Linked DNA regions of Mus musculus: regions 2 and 3 are each linked to region 1. A link is a contact called in public HiCAR-type and HiChIP or PLAC-seq data. All regions are on one chromosome and are shown on one strand. The core of a region is the stretch at or near the end of the contact, and the rest is flanking DNA. Distances in the headings are between cores, read along the strand shown.

The links. HiCAR-type assays count read pairs that join an accessible place to other places. HiChIP or PLAC-seq counts read pairs in DNA pulled down with a chosen protein or histone mark.
Region 2: a contact with region 1 is called in a HiCAR-type map of astrocytes, with 3 times the contacts expected there. The contact joins two enhancer-like sites. A contact is called at or near these places in 1 of 15 datasets of contacts at CTCF or cohesin (the NIH/3T3 cell line), 2 of 484 Hi-C or Micro-C datasets (the STO cell line and adipose-derived mesenchymal stem cells) and 3 of 115 datasets of contacts at active chromatin or transcription factors (astrocytes, fibro-adipogenic progenitors and pancreatic cancer cells).
Region 3: a contact with region 1 is called in an H3K27ac HiChIP or PLAC-seq map of embryonic fibroblasts, with 8 read pairs. The contact joins two enhancer-like sites. A contact is called at or near these places in 1 of 39 promoter capture datasets (stem cell-derived epiblast-like cells), 1 of 15 datasets of contacts at CTCF or cohesin (the NIH/3T3 cell line), 1 of 115 datasets of contacts at active chromatin or transcription factors (embryonic fibroblasts) and 1 of 9 other capture datasets (adipose tissue).

Annotation. Positions count from the first base shown.
Region 1 is chr19:28,287,753-28,291,667 of GRCm38.p6, forward strand. All of the region lies in intron 8 of Glis3 (GLIS family zinc finger 3), which reads right to left. Among named protein-coding and RNA genes, the nearest start is that of Gm35866, 75 kb to the right of the region's middle. Within about 2 kb of position 2,024, at least 22 of the 459 cell types and tissues checked have an H3K27ac peak or open chromatin away from gene starts, as enhancers often do. A contact at or near this core is called in astrocytes and embryonic fibroblasts, where this site is marked.
Region 2 is chr19:28,741,640-28,745,554 of GRCm38.p6, forward strand. It overlaps the pseudogene Rps15a-ps2. Among named protein-coding and RNA genes, the nearest start is that of Gm35922, 16 kb to the right of the region's middle. Within about 2 kb of position 1,967, at least 37 of the 459 cell types and tissues checked have an H3K27ac peak or open chromatin away from gene starts, as enhancers often do. A contact at or near this core is called in astrocytes, where this site is marked.
Region 3 is chr19:28,589,927-28,593,841 of GRCm38.p6, forward strand. All of the region lies in intron 2 of Glis3 (GLIS family zinc finger 3), which reads right to left. Among named protein-coding and RNA genes, the nearest start is that of D930032P07Rik, 86 kb to the right of the region's middle. Within about 2 kb of position 2,020, at least 20 of the 459 cell types and tissues checked have an H3K27ac peak or open chromatin away from gene starts, as enhancers often do. A contact at or near this core is called in embryonic fibroblasts, where this site is marked.

The DNA.
Region 1 (3,915 bases), core at 774-3,273:
CATTCCTCAAGACATAGCACTGAATCTTAGACTATCACAAGACAGGAGGTCCCAAGTGGGACAAGCACGGTTAAAGTTCACACATGCAGAAACCTGGGAAGGGAGGGAGAAACAGGGGATGCAGAAAGACGGATGGGTCAGGAGCACACAGGGTTGGATTCTAGTGCTCTCTCTTACTAGATAAGGAAGTCTGAATAAATCTTCTAACTCTCCTAGCTTCCACAGAAATGTAAGACAAAGATAGCCCAATTTCCTTCAGAATTGCAAAGTATGAGATAATTCTAATTTTTTTTTCCACTCTGGAGATATAAACTAGGTACTGGGCAAGCTGGTGTAAGCCCAGAGGGAGGGGCAATTGAAGACCCATTTCTCTGTATATTAGCTTGAAGCAAGCAAGTTTATCTAAGACTAAGGAAAATGATGGCACTGCACTAGCAAGTGAGTGTATCAGAGAAAACAACAGTAGATATGTTACACTATGCAGAGGCTCACATCTGGAAATCAAGGATATCAGAGAACTTCAGAGTAGGAATGTCTGATGACTTCCAGGCGATCAGTGCATGCTTAGGGAATGGAGGACTGATCCAAATAGAGTGGCCATGTAGGGTAGCAGTTCTCAACCTGTGGGTTGTGACCCTCCTTTGGGGTCATCTAAGACCACTGGAACACACACACACACACACACACACACACACACACACACACACACACACACACTATAATACATAACAGATCCTGAACATAACATAATAGTAGCAAAATCAGAGTTATGAAATAGCAGTGAAATTGTTTTATGGCTAGGGGTCACCACATCATGAGGAACTGTATTAGAGGGTCACAGCATTAGGAAGGCTGAGAACCACTGAATAGGCATCTCTGGCACGTGATTTTGGTGAACCAGAGCCTAAGAACTGCCCAAGATTATGGTCCTGGTGTTAAGTTAGATCACTCAGGGAAGGCTCGGAACAAAAAAGAAATCTGAGGAAACCTTTCGTCTTGACAATTCTAGTATGGATGCTGAGACTGACTTTTCTGGTTCATTTTCTTGTCTGAGGAGCAGTGAGCCTTGAGGTCCCTAAGGGTCTAATTTCTTGGTACTGACTTAATATATCAGCGCCATCATGGAACATCCCGGATGGAGCGGATCTGGTGGCATCTTTGGATGAGAGTAAAGGAGGCTAGGAATGGTGAAGGTACCTCCCTACGCCACACAGTGTACGCATGTTCTTACAGTAAGTTAGGACCCTTTCTCTCAGGATTCAAACAAGCCAGTGGGGTTTGGTGTGTCCTCTTTGTCTTACACTGGAGCTATAAACCTACTAAAGATGGAAGAACGCATGTGAAGAGTAGGTTTCATTGTACTTACACAAAAATATTATTGATTTGCTGCCCGAGAGCAGAACTAATGGATACAAACTGGTCCATCATGGATCTGTGCAAGGACTTCTTTGTCTTAAATTGTAGAGCATCATCTATGGGGATTTTAAAACTCATCTGTAAAAACTAATCAATGAAAAATGGCTTGCTGTTGGTCTCCTGCAGGATGGGAGGGAGGGGGGATGGGGTGGGGGTGGGGGTGAAGAAATCCTTTTCAAAACCTTAAAAGAAAAGCATAGTTTTAAGGATTTCACATCTGATTTAACATCTTCTTCTTCTTTTTTTAAAAGGCCCAATAATAATACCACACTTTGTATAGCCAGACAGCTCTCCATTTTAGTAGACTTTAGTGGTCTTTATAACGATTTATGAATCACTTCATGAATTCCTGGCTGAATCATCTGGGTGACTATAGTATCTACTTATACTTCCCTCCTGTCTCACAAAAGAGACACTTGGACTCAGTTCAATCCAGATTTGTCCCCAAATGAATCACAGCACGTTACTGGGGGAACTGCAGATTGAATTTGGCTTCTGGGACAATTGGGGGCAGCTTTTAGTAATGAAGAAATGGCTGCTGAGAGGTCTGGGTAATTGCAAAACCGTCCATCTGGGCAGGACCAATGCTGGCCAAGAGCTGTGTGTCCATCCAAGGCAGTTGGTCTTTAGTCAAAGAGCCAAATCGGTGCCCTGGAAAGGAGTAGAGCTTCTGTCTCCTCATAAACAGCTGGGTCAATAATTCCCGCAAACAATTCATCAAACCAGAGGGGCTCAAGACTTAAGAATGCTCCCCTTGCCTCCGGGGGACATGATTTGAGGACTGTGGGCAAAATGATCATAGAGCTTTAAGTGGCGACTCAAACATATATATTAAAGAGTGAGCATTTGTGAAAGTGGACCTGCAGGAGAGTTAGTCCACTTGGGAACAGGGGACAAACTGTAAAGTCAAGAAAATATTCAGTGCCAAAAGGCTCAGATTTATACATAAATATATATTTTTTTCTGGTAAACTCTGAAGTGATGCCAAGGATATTGCTGTTTTCCTTTGTGGAAAAGAAAATGGAGGAGAAACGATCTACGGTATACAAGAGCAATGATCCTGCAAAAACAAGAGCCGAGACCTCAGAGATACCTGGGCTCTAGAACTGGCTGTGACTCTGTCACTTCTGCTTTCAGAATCTCTTGTGAATGGTCAGGAAAGAAAGGCCCGACTCTGCCAAGTTCTCCTTTCAAAGGAGTACTAACCAAAAGAAAATTCTAGCTAGGGTAGTCTTGGACGTTTGATTTAGAAATATATTCTGAAAAGGGGATTTCTGCAGTGTTGTAACTCCACCTGGGTTGCTGTGAGTGCACTCGACCAAGTGGGTTAACTCCCCGCCCTACAGCAAGGGCAGTGTCTCTTGTGTAGCATGGCAGCCATGTTCAACGTGCTTTTTGACAGACAGAATGCATTATGAAAGAGTAGCATCCAGGAGAGACTATAATGAGAATGCTAGACAAGAAAAACGTTTTCTTGACATGAGAAACATGAGAAAGGGAGGCACAAATGTATCCCTACACAGATTATCCTAAACCTTTCCACACGGCTTCAACATGTAAAGTTTCTTTAAAGTTTATGCGACTTTGAGGATCAAATTTAAATGTGACTTCTGCAGGATACGGCTAGATACATTTGCAAGCCAGCGATAAATGAGACTACACAGTTAGTATAATCTGTGAATTTTAAGAAACTATCAGAGAGGTGGTTTGTTCAGTAATCGACATGTGCTATTTGCATGTAGTTTCTTTCCATCCTTGAAACATCAAGTAACTCTGACGGAGGACTTACTACCTTCTCTGGAAAGCGAGGCTCAGTGCTGACTAGCGAAGTGTACAGGAGGAGTCACTGTTTCCAAGGTCACTGTCAGCCAGAAAAGGGCTCACGGTTCTTCTGGGTGGACAGTCACTCCTTGGCCATTTATTTCCATTTTGTATTTGGAGCGCCCTCAGCCAGCAATATCCAAGGTCAAGTACTTATCAAATACTGGTCACTGCTACCAAAGGACTACTCAGTAGAACATTCCATTGCCTCCAGACACTGAGCTCCCTACTTGGTGGCAATTCCTGGGCCCAGGTGAATGAGCCATTTGCTCAACTGAAACACATCTTTGGATATTGCATTTGTTTCCGTTTCTGGAGGGAAACATCTATTCTAGAAGAGAATACATATCTAAGAGAAAGTCCCTAACCATTTGCTCTGGGGTTGACTAAAACGTGGAGAGTTTCCTTCTAACGACACAGAAAAGCAACCAAAGATTTTTACTTTCAGAAGAAAAAAAAAAGCAAAAAATAAAAGACTCACTAAAAAAACACTGTGTCTTAGCATCTGTTCACCTTGATCGTCTCCTTCCTGACCAACAGACAACCCCTCAATTGCAAAAAGATGGGAGTCTCTGAGCAGCCAGTGCCTCACTTAGAGAGAGAAATGACTTCTCGAGTTCAGATCACATTGCCAGAGCAGGAAGTGGAGGCTCTCTCCAGAGTGACCTGTTCCACCTC
Region 2 (3,915 bases), core at 717-3,216, 450 kb after region 1:
TTGTATCTTGGGTATTCTGAGCTTCTGGGCAAATATCCACTTATCAGTGAGTGCATATCATGTATGTTCTTTTGTGACTGGGTTACCTCACTTAGGATGATATCCTCCAAATCCATCCATTTCTCTAAAAATTTCATAAATTCATTGTTTTTAGTAGCTGCATAGTACTCAATTGTGTAAATATACCACATTTTCTGTATCCATTCCTCTATTGAGGGACATCTGGGTTCTTTCCGGCTCTGGCTATTGTAAATAAGGCTGTTATGAACATACTGGAGCATGCGTCCTTATTACAAGTTGGAGCATCTTCTGGGTGTATGCCCAGGAGTGGTATTGCTGGATCTTCCAGTAGTACTATGTCCAAAAAAACCACCAAACTGATTTCCAGAGTGGTTGTACCAGCTTGCAATCCCACCAGCAGTGGAGAAGTGTTCCTCTTTCTCCACATTCTCGCCAGCATCTGCTGTCACCTGATTTTTTTTCCACAGTCCACAAAGGCTTTTTATTTATGCTTTACATTTAAAAAAAGAATCCCAGGATTTTCCCTCCTGTATGTTTTCGTCTTGCCTCTTCATGGTCTATGATGCCAGCCAAGGTTGTCAGCACAATGAAGCCAAACTGCCGTAAAGGGAGCAGATTGTTCTGCCATTTATCTAGGTCTTTGAGTTGAACATCAAATCTAAGGCTTATAACTCCACACTTGTTCAACCTTCCTGTGAGGTTCACAACGATCTTCCCATCTCTGTGATCATCAATGATCTCGAATTCACCAGTGTACCCGTGCTTCATCATCACGGTTAAAAACCAAACGATGACTTTAGAACACGGCCTGATGAGGACCTGGCGTTTGCCTCTCTTCTCAGCGTTGTTGATGCTCTTGAGAGCATCTGCCAGAACATTCATTCGCACCATGGTGGCGGCGAGGGAAGATGGCAGAAAGAGAGTGGGCTGGGCCCTGAGTTTTTGATCTTAGCCATTCTGACTGGTGTGAGGTAGAATCTCAGGGTTGTTTTGATTTGCATTTCACTGATAATCTTTTTCAAACAATGACCTCATGAGAGGGAGATAATTATGACCAAGTAGGCCAGAGGGGCAAGCCATGGCATTGGGAAGTTTTGCTCACCCTGTGCCTTTGTGCCATGAGTCCCAGGAAGCAATACTCTCGTAGGGAGATCAAAATAAGGAGTTGGTCCTAAATGAATATTTTCAGGTGTCATTATGGCAAAAATTAATATTCTTAGCATGGAAAACCAATCATGGAAAGATTTGAAAACATTTTAGAAAATTTACCACGATAGCTGTGGTCAAACCCATGTCCTTGGACCTGTATATAGTTCTAGCTATCTTCCTCTGCAGCTCCATCCCTAGCTCAAGTCCTTTTGAGTATAAACACTCACTCTGGAGACTGAGATATGGAACCCTCTTGCCCTATCAGAATGCTAGCTTGTAGGAGTTCAGTGGGTCAATGATTTGATTAGGAAACATTTCGAGCTTCAAGTATGGCAGTTACCTTCCAAGAGTTAGCTTTGTCTTCTGATCCCCGAGTTAACAAACACAGTTCTGCCTCTCTTCCGTTCTAAGAGACACCTTGTATTGACACTCCTGTGCCATTGAAGGCTAAAACTGCTGAGGCAAAGATGACCAGATTCTATGCCTCACCAGCCAGGCAAAACCACAAGCTGGATTGTAGACATCAGTAGTCCAGCAAGCCCTCAAAGCCTCCCTTGGCTGGTTGCCTGTGAACTTGCTTGCTGTATGATCTGCTCTGATGACATCTCAGTCTTCTGACCTCAGGCACTTTGCTTTAAAATATGAGAGGGTGGTCTAGGAGTTCACTGGCGGCAAAGCCCATCAAGTCTATTGAGCATCAGGGTTTCCAAGTGTCAAGGCTAGGTTTGCCTCTGGACTCAGCCCAGCTCAGAAATGACTAAGGCATTTCCAGAACTGCTGCTGAACATTGGCCAAGGTCATTCTGTGTTTGGTGTAGTGCCAACAGAACTAAGGACTGCACTCTGGTTCCTTGCCCAGAAGTGTCTCTCGGCTGCTCCAAAGTGAAGACGAAAAGGGGCCTTAAGTCTGAGGCAGCTTGTCCAGTAAAGCACACAAGGAGATAGTTCTCAGCTGTTCCTCCTAGACTTTCATGTGGCTTGCAGGGAGCTATGTGTTCAGAATCCTATGTGTGCTGCTTAAGTTGGTTTCTCTCATTCTATTCATTTGCTTTCATTTCTTATAATCTCCTAAGTGTTACTCCAGAGACATCCTTACTAACCAAGAAGACAATTTTTAAAAAGAGTATCATTGCTGGGAGGTAGTGACACACACCTTTAATCCCAGCACTTGGGAGGCAGAGGCAGGCAGATCTTTTGTGAGTTCCAGGCTAACCTGATCTACAAAGGCAGTTTCAGGACAGCCAGGGCTACACAGTAAGCTAGCCTTGAAAACCAACCAACCAACCAACTAAACAAGCAAACAAAACAAAACAAAGCAAAACAAAACAAAACAAAACAAAATTATAGCAAGCTCTAAGGTCAGAAGATAGGCAAAGGTATGTGAAACAACTGAGGGAAACTCCACAAGCTGTCTCAGGCCACCGGCCTAAGCAAAGGCAATTAATTCACACTCTTATAATAGAACAGCCCCCCTCGAGCTGTGGGAAGGAGGACTCAACACCCCGTTAGCAGGCACAAGGACCCTATTGTAATTGTTTCTGAGTGAGTGAGTGGTGAGACCCCTTTCCCTTTTCCATTATTGGTCCATGCCTCTGCCCAGGTCTCACTTTGTGATGGCCTAGTTGCTTTGCCACCATGATCTACCTGCTCCATCTCATTGAAGGCACGGATTGTCCTAGATCCAGGCAGGTACACGTGCACCCATCTGCAATAATGTGCTAGTCCCAGGGCTTCTTCAGACTTCTTGCTATGGTACCAGTAATACCTCACAGACCAGGCAGAAAGATCTCACAAACAGATGTACATGGGGAACTGGAAGCAAATTTATAACCTTTGCAGTCTCCGGTGAGATGACTCAGAGGGTAAAGTTGCTTGCTGCCAACCCGGACAACCTGAGTTCAAAAACCCTCAGAACACACGTGGCAGAAGGAAAGAACTGACTCTTGCAAGTCGTCCCCTGACTGCCACACTCGCAAAATGGCATGGGTGTACACAGCTTCACATATGTACACACAGAAATAAATACATGCAATTAAGGAAAAACACTTTTGTTTTCAAGACAGGGTTTCTTTGTATAGCTTTGGCTGTCCTAGAACTTGCTCTGTAGACCAAGCTGGCCTTAAAGGCATGCATGCACTACCATTGCTAAGTAATTGCTTAAACATTTGGTCCCCTCATTTATGTCCTTTAATAACTACAGACATTGGCTCTGAGAAACTACTGGCCTGGTGTCTGGTACCAGCTACTCTGTTTCCAGCATAGCTTCTTCACCAATAATGGTGTGTGTACATTGGGGAAAGACCAGTGATAACCAAAACACTAGCCAGGGACAAAAAGGCTACTTTCCAGGGAGAAGAGAACATATGAGAATAGTGGATATGGTTACATAGGGACACACATTTATTAAAACCCATTAACTAGCCTCTTTAGCTCTGTACTCATGTGCAAATTAAACTTTGGTAATATTAAGCAAATGCTTCCGACATTCATGAGCTGGTATCCATCCAAGTCAACTGTGTTGTTTATATGGAAAAGGGGGATTATGATGATACAGAGTTCAACAAGATGATTCAGTAAACACGGTCTGCTTTCTTTCTTTTTTTCATTTCAGCTTCTATGTTATGCCCACTGAGTCCAGCAGGCTCTGAGTGATTGGTGCACAATTTAAGAGGAGTAGAGACTGACTTTATGGTATATATGTGGGAGATGCAGTGTCTTCGTATTGTACCACAGACATTCCCGCCAT
Region 3 (3,915 bases), core at 770-3,269, 300 kb after region 1:
TTTACATCTATCAATAACTCATTGTGTATTTTAATCTTGTCTTCAAGTTGGCCAGAAGTGGGCTGGGAAGATGTTATACCAACACCACTGAAAGAATTAGCAAGACAGAAATTCAAAAGAGGAAAATGAGCCTGGTTTTAAGGCATCCAAATTACAGTAAAGGCTTGATTTTAAGATTAAATCCTTAATGGCCTTAATATTCTCAAAGTTCAGCCAGTAAATAGTTTCCTATTTTATCACCTTACCCTCACCCTCTAATTTGCCTCCCGTTCTTTCTATTTATTAATCATGGCGTATATGTCTCCTTTTCTTTTTTGTAAAGAGCTCTTTAAACACTTCTGAAAAGAGGCAGGGAATAGTAAATTTGAACAAATAAGTCTTTCACACGTTCCTGATATTCTAATTACAGGCAAGTGTGTTACTATATTTGGGAACTATACATTTTAACACAAGAAGTGATCCCTGAGGGGTGAGCTGCTTCTAAAGGAATCAACATTATTGACAAGCTCTCCATCTAAATCATCTGTCACTGGGAATACTGCAGGAATCTCTGCAAATGATTGTGTTCTTGGGCCTTTAGCATAAAACATTAATGTTAATGTGAGTTCTCTCTCTCTCTCTCTCTTTCTCCCTCTCCCTCCCTCTCTCCTTCTCTTCCTCCTCTTTTTCCTTACTTCCCTCCCTCCAGCGCTCTCTCTCTCTCTCTCTCTCTCTCTCTCTCTCACACACACACACACACACACACAGAGCAAAATAACCTGAACATTCCTTTAAGCAAAATATTATGAAACACTTAGGATTCCAAACTATTATCTCAAACTTTAACTCTCATCCTACAGTATACTTAGACCTCTCTAAGAAACTCTATATATGTCCGCCAGAATTTATATTTATATTTAGGAGAGAGTAATTAAATAATGGCATGCTCCCACAGAATAATGGCCACTATGACTAAGGAAAGAATTGATCAGCAACATGTGTATTTCTTTGTGCTACAGTAAGTGCATTTAAACCCTAGTTAGCAGCAAAGTCAACAGGCCTTAAGTATTATACACTTGGAAAAACAATCTAACCAATAACCTCAGCTCAAAAATATTATTTAGACATGCCAAGGGAAACACAAGACATTTTCAATTCAGTGATTTAAAAAAGAAATAAGTTCCTGAAATTCCAGTGACAAACGTCATATGAAAGGTATGTTAATTCTTTCAACTTAGAATATTTAAATCATAAGACAGAGCATACAAATACTACCAACTGCTCTAAATCGGTACGTTAGTGAAAATCACAAGAGAAAAAGGAAAACTAAATTATGCAAGAGTGACTGCTGCTTGTCTGTGATCTATGTATATATAATCAATTATCTAACTGGCATTTTTATAAATCTATCACTAGCTTTCTTTTTATTGCATGTGTTCAACAAGCAGATGCTAAGTCTATAAACTGTGAATTAACCTTCCTGTTTAATTAATTGTTCCTTTGGAAATACTGGCTTTTAAATCCCATGCTGCACTTAACTCGTTCTGGAGATGAGTGCCAATCTTCCGTCCAGGTTCCCAGGCTATGATCCAAACGAGATGGTGTACAGCATTTCCATTTTTAATAATTAATGATTCATCTACATTTTATTTATATATTGGCAACTGACTGGGCTTAATTTTAGGTTGCTCCAACATAAGCCACCAAGCCTAAAGAAAACCTCTACAACCGCCTGTCTTCGTGTAAATATACCTGGAGCCATGAGGATTGGTGTCATGATTCAGAAACAGGTCAGAGGGACAAAGGACGGCCTCAGAGAGCGATGAATTCACAGTGGCCAGTCCTCTGCAAAGACACGGTCTTCTGAGCTCAGCACTCTCTTTATAAACAGTAAACTGTTTAAGTAGGAGGTAGGTGTCTTCAGAAACAGCCTCAAGGCTTTTTTTTTGCATGAAAATTTTCCCTTCCTAACTGGACCTGTGATTCTATCTACTGGAATGTCTTATTCTTCCTTCCAAAGGGCCTTGTTAAAAGCAAATGTACTGTGGTTTGGATCTTAACCACCACTAAGGGTTTATGGTAAAGGCTTCGTTCCCAGCTCATTGCTATTGGCGACTGGCAGAAACCTTAGCCTGTGCTGCTGTGAGAAACCCTCAGACCATGGGAAGCTTAGCCATGAAGGAGACTGTGGGGTAGTGGTCACTCACCTCCTTTTTGTTCCCTGCTCCATGAAGTGAACGATCTTTCTCTACATCCTGATGTGTTCCTCAACACAGATTCCAAAACAGCAGGGCCTCCACAGCCAGGAACTGAACAGATTTCCCCCCTTTGTAAACTTGTAAACTGATGATCTCAAAGTTGTTCTCTATTATCACGGTTGTTTGTTTTAAGATGAGACAGCATCGTACTATGTAGCTTGGACTGGCCTGAAACACACAATCCTCCAGCCTGTGCCTGCCTGGCTCAGATAATTTTTAAGAACATTAACAAGAAATTATCAAAATCTGTTCACAGGGTTATGTGTATTGTTCGGTGAGAGAGCACTTGCCTTGCATGCTAAGGGCCCTGGGTTAGATCCACAACTTCGCCACCCCAAAACCTATTTGTGTTATTTTTTCAAATTTTAATACATGAAAGCTATTTTCTCAGAAAACAATGAAGGAAAACTGGGAGCAAGATGGTAACGGGCACTAAGTGAATGAAAACAGGAGTACAAATGTCTTCTCCATGATTCTGGAACCTTCCCCGACAAAGCCCCATGGCCTAGCCACCAAGAGACAATATAAATCTGGATCACCAGCCACCGAAGACAAATGTTTGTAAGTTTTATATGTCCTCTGAGGAGAAAACAGACAGATTTCTTAACAACGGTGGTTTATAGTTCTTTGAAATCAAGAATCTCCATTGGTTGCTCTCTGGAGTTTCTGGAATGATCTGTCCATCTAGGACTATTCTACTTGTTAAGAGCCTAACTACTTAAGCCCCTGCTGCATTGCAGAAGGAATGAGTTTTCAATGACCACATCCTTTCCTTCCATAAGCAGCTCCCATAACACGGTACAGGGACCCAAAGCAAGTAAAGCAAGAACGGATGGACCGTCTCTTTACGACGCATGCTCTAAAGAAAGGATTGTTATCTTCACTTGATGGATGAAAAACTGGGGCTCAGACATACTGGTCAGGGTCCCACAGACAGCAGCTGCTAGAGCAGACCTTTCCTGGCGCCCAGGCTTCACTCTTCTGGGAGCTAAAGGGCAAGCCTGAATGGTGGCCTGCTAACCGGGCCCCACGTCTGAACGCAGACCTCGGACGGTGCCAAATGATACAAGGAAATCCTTTCTGCTTGGGGAACTAAACTATGCAGTGGAAGTCAGGCTGCAGCCTTTCCTCGTTCCTGGATTATATCAGAAAGTAACCAGGACCAAGATCCTGGTTGTATGACCACGGAAACTGTCAGGAAGACAAAAACTCGTTTCAGCCTTTCTTCCAAACCTAACACGCATTCAATGCGTGTATTTTGAGGCCCATTTGTGAAACCTTGGGAAAGAACCAGCAATAACTTTCAATCCCATTGTCTGGAAAGAATTACAACACCCTGGGTTAGTTTCCTTATGGCCTGTTCTCTGAACCCATTTATATGTCTGAAACAAGTTTACATAAAATTCTACTCCATTTGATTATGTGTTTATGTTACTCTACAACCTTAAGATATTTGTAAACTTAATTTTAATACATTACTATACAAAAATGAACAGTTTGCTTAATTATGCCTTTACTGTTAAGAATTTAATATAAAGATTTTTCCCACCCCTTTAAAAAAGAGCCACTGCACATAACACTTCTTTTGCCTGTTTTGAATTAATTTCTAGAAGCATGATTAGTGAATTAGTAGAATTAGTAGTGATTAATGGATTTCACCCCAGAAGGTATGGATATC